Regions from separate parts of the Sus scrofa genome. Here region 1 is linked to region 2. A link is a contact called in public Hi-C data. All regions are on one chromosome and are shown on one strand. Each heading gives the region's core, a stretch centred on a gene start, on an enhancer-like site or on the middle of the called end of the contact. The rest is flanking DNA. Distances are from core to core; before and after follow the strand shown. Region 1 has its middle 210 kb from the start of MAP3K8. Region 2 has its middle 11 kb from the start of BAMBI.

Region 1 (2,833 bases), core at 278-2,777, 500 kb before region 2:
AAGGAAATCGAGATGACCCCCAGCCTAGGTGGCTTGTCCTGGCTGCACAGAGCCCTGGGTGTCTCCTGGGGAGAGGACATTCCTCCTTGCAAGCCATTGGCCTCTCTCTCTCTGTCTTCACCTGTAGGTACAGGTGTGTACACACTTTAAATCCTTTACACTTGCATACATATTTAAATGTACAATAGGCGTTCCCATCATGGCTCAGTGGTTAACGAATCTGACTAGGAACTACAAGGTTTCGGGTTCGATCCCAGGCCTCGCTCAGTGGGTTAAGGATCCGGCGTTGCCGTGAGCTGTGGTGTAGGTTGTAGACGAGGCTTGGATCCCGTGTTGCTGTGGCTCTGGTGTAGGCCGGTGGCTACAGCTCCGATTCAACCCCTAGCCTGGGAACCTCCATATGCAGAGGGAGCAGCCCTAGAAATGGCAAAAAGACCAAAAAAAAAAAGAGTACAATATATGCATATATGAGGGCTAATCCTTCAGACTCTTGTGCAAATTGTATCACTAGGGGAACTGGTCCTGGTCAGGCTTATGCACACCCACGTGTCCAATCAGAAGTGACACCATACTCTCCATGCTCTAAGCCTCACGTCTAAGAGCTGGATAACTCCGCAAACTTTCAGAGCACTCTAAAGGGCCGCTTAATTTTTATTTTTGGAAACTTACTCTTTGCTTTCTAGATTTAAAACAAAAAAGGAATGGATACAAGAAATGGGTGTTTTCATAGCTGCTGAGATAAGCAGGGCTCACAATACGACGGGGTGGGGGAGGGGTGGATGGGGGAGGTGGGGGCGGGGGGACTCCAGAGGAATAAACATGCCAGTCCGGAAGACAGAAAGAGGTGTGGATTTTAGTGTGCATTTTTGTCTTTTTTCTTTTTCTTTTTAGGGCCGCACCTGTGGCATATGGAAGTTCCCAGGTTAGGGGTTGAATCAGAGCTGCCCCCTGCCAGCCTAGCCACAGCCATGGCAATGGCAAGGTGGGATTAGAGCTGCATCTGCGACTTACAACACAGCTTTGGACGACACTGGATCCTTAACCTACTGATGTTGAGGCCAGGGCTGGAATCACATTCTGGTGGGTACTAATGGTTTTATAACTGCTGAGCTGCAAAGGGAACCCCTGCGTGGTTTTTTTGTTTTTTGTTTTTTCCTTTACTGTAGGTTTCTAAGTGGCTTTTTGTCCCTCCCCCCTCCCCCAATGTGTAAGAGCAGATTAAAAGCAGGGTTTGGGCTTCTTGGTGTTTCCCTGTTTTGGTGTCTTCCTCTAGGAGAAGGGCCACCGTCCCCGGGAGTGTGACCTGGTGACTGGGCTCCCTCCAGCCTGCCAGTTTCTTGGGGGCCAGGGTCGTGCCTTATCCATCTTTGTGCCTCAATGTAATGTCCCTGAGCCCGTGATGCTCAGAGATGACCACCGAAGGACCAGTGTGTGCCTCTGCTTATCAGAAGGGGACCTGGCCTTTCCTGAGCCTGTTTTCGGGTACAGCTCACTGGATCCCTGCCCCAGGCACAGAAAGAACAGTGCAGGGAAGGCCAGGGACTGATGGCAGGAGCTGGCATCCCAGGAGCACCCTGGACCACACGGCTAGCGCTGGACTACGAGCTGGAGACTGGAGGAGGAGCATAGGCATCAGGGATTCTCACCAGGTTTGCCTGCCTGACATGAGAGGCACGGGATTCTGCGCAAGGTCATGGGTCTGGGGGCAGCACTTCAGAGGCCAGGGTACTGGGAACATGGCCCCCTCTTCCTCGCTTCTCCCTTTCCGGTGCAGTTGGTTCTACAGTTTCTGATCTCCGCCCCTTCTAAGCCTGGTGCTCCCCACTGAGCGCGGCCAGAGATCGAACCTGCATCCTCATGTGTACTAGTCAGATGATTCGTTTCCACTGAGCCCCAACGGAAACTCCATCATCAATTTTCTTAAAGCAGTAACTATTCCTCTACAATGTGTTTGATAATAGCCCCATTATTTCATTTCATAGACTTAACAATTATTCATGAACCAAACCTACAGTTAGAGAGCTAGGGTTTTTGTTTTTGTTTTTTGTTTTTAACTCTTCCCTTTTTATTTTGACAATATTATGTCAAAAACAAACCTTCGTGAATGTACATTTTATCATATGTTTCTCTTTTTTCATGGGTTTGATGCCAGAATTGATCCTTCTTTTATTTATTTATTTTTTTTGGTGGCACCCTTGGCATATGGAGGTTCCTCAGCCAGGAACTGAATCTGAGCCGCAGCTGCAGAAAGGTGGGATCCTTAACCCACTGCACCAGGCCGGGGCTTGAACCTGGGCCACCACAGAGACAATGTTGGATCTCATCTTTTATAATTTTATATTAGATCCTTATCTTTTTAATCCATTGGGAATTCCTCTTGGTATAAACTATGAGGTAAATCTCTTAACATGTTCAACTATCTTGGTACAACCTAGTAATAATCAATGTGTCTCTTATTAAGTGGATACACTACCTTTATCATATACTATATATACTATTGAACTTTGGCGTCTGTTTCGAGACATTCTATTCTTGGTCCATCGATTTATTTTTTTTGTCCACTCGGGTACTAATGCACATATGTTTAATTACTGTAGCTTCATCATCCATTACATTGCCTGGCACTGCAAGTCTGCTCATTTGTCTCCTGAAATACTTTATTGGAGTTTCTCATCTGTTTCTTGTTTCTCAAGTTTGAATTATGATCAGCTTGGTCAAGACCCCCCTGAGTAGCCTGGGAACCTTGGGAATCAGGCTGCTCTCATGGCCTTGGATGCTGTAGGCTGAAGAACCATTCTTGGCTGCTCTTCTAACTGAGCATTTTTATGAAATT
Region 2 (2,801 bases), core at 24-2,523:
GGAGTCATACTCTTTTTTTTTTTTTTTTAATGTCTTTTTGCCTTTTCTAGGGCTGCTCCCACAGCATATGGAGGTTACCAGGCTAAGGGTCTAATTGGAGCTGTAGCCACCGGCCTACACCAGAGTCATAGCCACACGGGATCCAAGCCAGGTCTGTGACCTACACCACAGTTCATGGCAACACCGGATCGTTAACCCACTGAGCAAGGCCAGGGATTGAACCCACAACCTCATGGTTCCTAATCAGATTTGTTAACCACTGCACCGCAATGGGAACTCCAGGAGCTATACTCTTTTTGATGGAAGATCAATAAGATTATTGAAGAGCCTCCAGCCCTCAAAATGCTTACAACACCGCCATTCTTCTTTTCCCGTCACCACTAATCTGAACAAACGTTTGTAGAAACATTTTCCCTAATCCTTCAAGTCATGCCATGAAGACCTGCCATTTTTCTGGAAATAGGTGAGTTCAGGCCCTAATAGTTGCCGATAATGCTGAGAAAAGAGCCTATGTTTTTATATTTTTGTCTTGAGGAATAACCAAAGCCTCTGCAGGTCTAAAACCCTTTTGTTTCCATTCGACAGCCAAGAGCCCAGCAAGAGAAGGTAGAGAAAGAGGGTGGGCCATAGGGATGGGCAGTAGCCAGGGTGGCTCTTCCCTGTTGACAGATCCAGGAAGTTTGAGAAAAGTTAGCTCCACATGTTTGCCCTGGTTCCCGGTTTATTGGGCTGGAAGCAGAGAAATACCTGGAGATAGAAGTTTAAGTATAAAATAAAGCCTCATGCACATTTCTGTAAGTTTCTGTTGCCAATAGAAAAAGTAGCAGCAGCATCGCTATTTTGGGCCAGTCAATCGGATATGGAGAAGGTCGGAAAAGAAAAGATCTGAGAGGGGAGGGGGAGGCTGGAGAGGAGAGAAGGAGGGAGGGGAAGGCAGGAAAGAGGGGAGCGAGCGAGATCCCTCGGGGAAGTGAACGCCCGAGAGAGGCACCAATTATCCTAATTGAATGTAATGATGCCTAGGCGCCAAGCGGCTGCTCTCCTTGGCATCGCTCAGCCCCTGTCCTAGACACACCGCATCATCCGCGCTTGGTCCTCCCGCGGCCACTCAGCGCCGCCTCAAGGTCCGGGGCCCCAGCTGCCCGCTCACCTGCTGGCTCCTCTCAGCTGTTCTCTGCAGCCCCCCACGCCCCCCACCTGCCGCCTCCTTCACTTGTAACCAGTTGAGTGACCACGGGGCAGACCCTTCTGGGCTGGACAGATCTCCCCACCCCCAGACTAGAGTCTGCAGGGTTTGGGGACCCGCTGTCCCCATCCTTGTGCCATCCTGTCCTGCTCAGGCTGTAGTTCTCAGTCTCACCCCACGAAAACCTCTTTCCCTTTACTCCCTTACCTCCGGGCACTTAAGCTGGGCCTTCAGAATAAGCACGTGAAAGCAGGGGAGGGAGAGAAGGTAGTGGGTGGGATGGGAAAGGGTTTTACTGTTGCTTAACTTTGATCAAAATGGGATCCGGGAATCATTTAATTATAAGTGACCTTCCTGATAGGTGTAGAGACAGGGCCGGGGGGGATTTATGAGTAGACAATGAGGTGTGTTTGTAAAAAAACACTACACACACACACACACATACTTATATACTTATATATAAATATGTGTATTTATGTATATAAAATAAATGTGTATTTTATATACTTATATATAAATATGAATTTTGATATATGAAATATTTATTATAAAATGTATATCCTTAACACACTGTACCACAGCAAGAACTCCAAAATCATTTTAAGCTAATAGAAATTTGGGAGTTCCCATGTTGGCTCAGCACATTAAAAATCCAACTAGTATCCATGGGGATTTGGGTTTGATCCTTGGCTTCGTTCGGTGGGTTAAGGATCCGGTGTTGCCATGAGCTGTTGTGTAGGTCCCAGATGCAGCTCGGATATGGTGTTGCTGTGACTGTAGCATAGGCCTGCAGCTGCAGTTCCAATTGGACCCCTAGCCTGGGAACTTCCATATGCCCGTTACCAAAAGTCCCTTCCTTTCTCTCTGATGGGCATTCATCTCCTTTCACTTGACAACTGGATGGATTTAACTTTCTATGGGTACAAATGTGCGTTCCACTCTGCAGATCCTAACAAACTTCCTCATAAACCATTTCATATCAATATCGTGGTTCCAGATCAATAAAGGCAGAGGAGGGGGAGGGAATGATAAGGAAGAGGAGAAAAAACCAGGTAGATCCCATATCTTCATGGTATCATCATAGTTTATTTTCCCAGCTTTTGCCAACACATTTTCTTTCTTTCTTTCCTGCCTTTCTTTCTTTCATTTTCTTTCTTCTTTTTTTTATTTATTTATTTTTTTTGTCGTTTTAGGGCTGCACCCATGATGTATGGAGGTTCCCAAGCCAGGGGTCGGAATCGAAGCTGTAGCAGTCAGCCTATGCCACAGCCACAGCCACAGCAAAGCCAGATCCGAGCTGCATCTGAGACCTGCACCAGGGCTCACGGAAACACCAGATCCTTAATGCACTGAGCAAGGCCAAGGATCGAACCCACGTCCTAATGGATACTACTTCAGTTCGTTCACCACTGAGCTGAAACGGGAATGCCAACACATTATTTTCAGTCCTTAATAAGTCCCTCATGAGATGCACCTGGGACTGGACCCTCCAGAACCAGCAAGGGACTCACTGAACCCAGCCTGTGCATTTCCTCCTCTTGAAAGCGCTGCCTTCCCCGCACTCTCCCTGTAGGTCCCTGGGCCCTGAAGCCGGAGCAGCAGCCCTGGGAATAGG

Evidence for each region. A called contact is a pair of places that touch in the nucleus more often than the background predicts.
Region 1: a contact with region 2 is called in a Hi-C map of omental adipose tissue, with 2.7 times the contacts expected there. The contact joins two enhancer-like sites. A contact is called at or near these places in 15 of 47 Hi-C or Micro-C datasets (adipose tissue, blood, embryonic fibroblasts and 10 more) and 1 of 2 datasets of contacts at active chromatin or transcription factors (skeletal muscle).

What each region holds. Positions count from the first base shown.
Region 1 is chr10:40,538,050-40,540,882 of Sscrofa11.1, reverse strand. No RefSeq gene overlaps it. Among named protein-coding and RNA genes, the nearest start is that of MAP3K8, 210 kb to the left of the region's middle. Within about 2 kb of position 1,527, at least 2 of the 83 cell types and tissues checked have an H3K27ac peak or open chromatin away from gene starts, as enhancers often do. A contact at or near this core is called in omental adipose tissue, where this site is marked.
Region 2 is chr10:40,041,238-40,044,038 of Sscrofa11.1, reverse strand. No RefSeq gene overlaps it. Among named protein-coding and RNA genes, the nearest start is that of BAMBI, 11 kb to the left of the region's middle. Within about 2 kb of position 1,273, at least 1 of the 83 cell types and tissues checked has an H3K27ac peak or open chromatin away from gene starts, as enhancers often do. A contact at or near this core is called in omental adipose tissue, where this site is marked.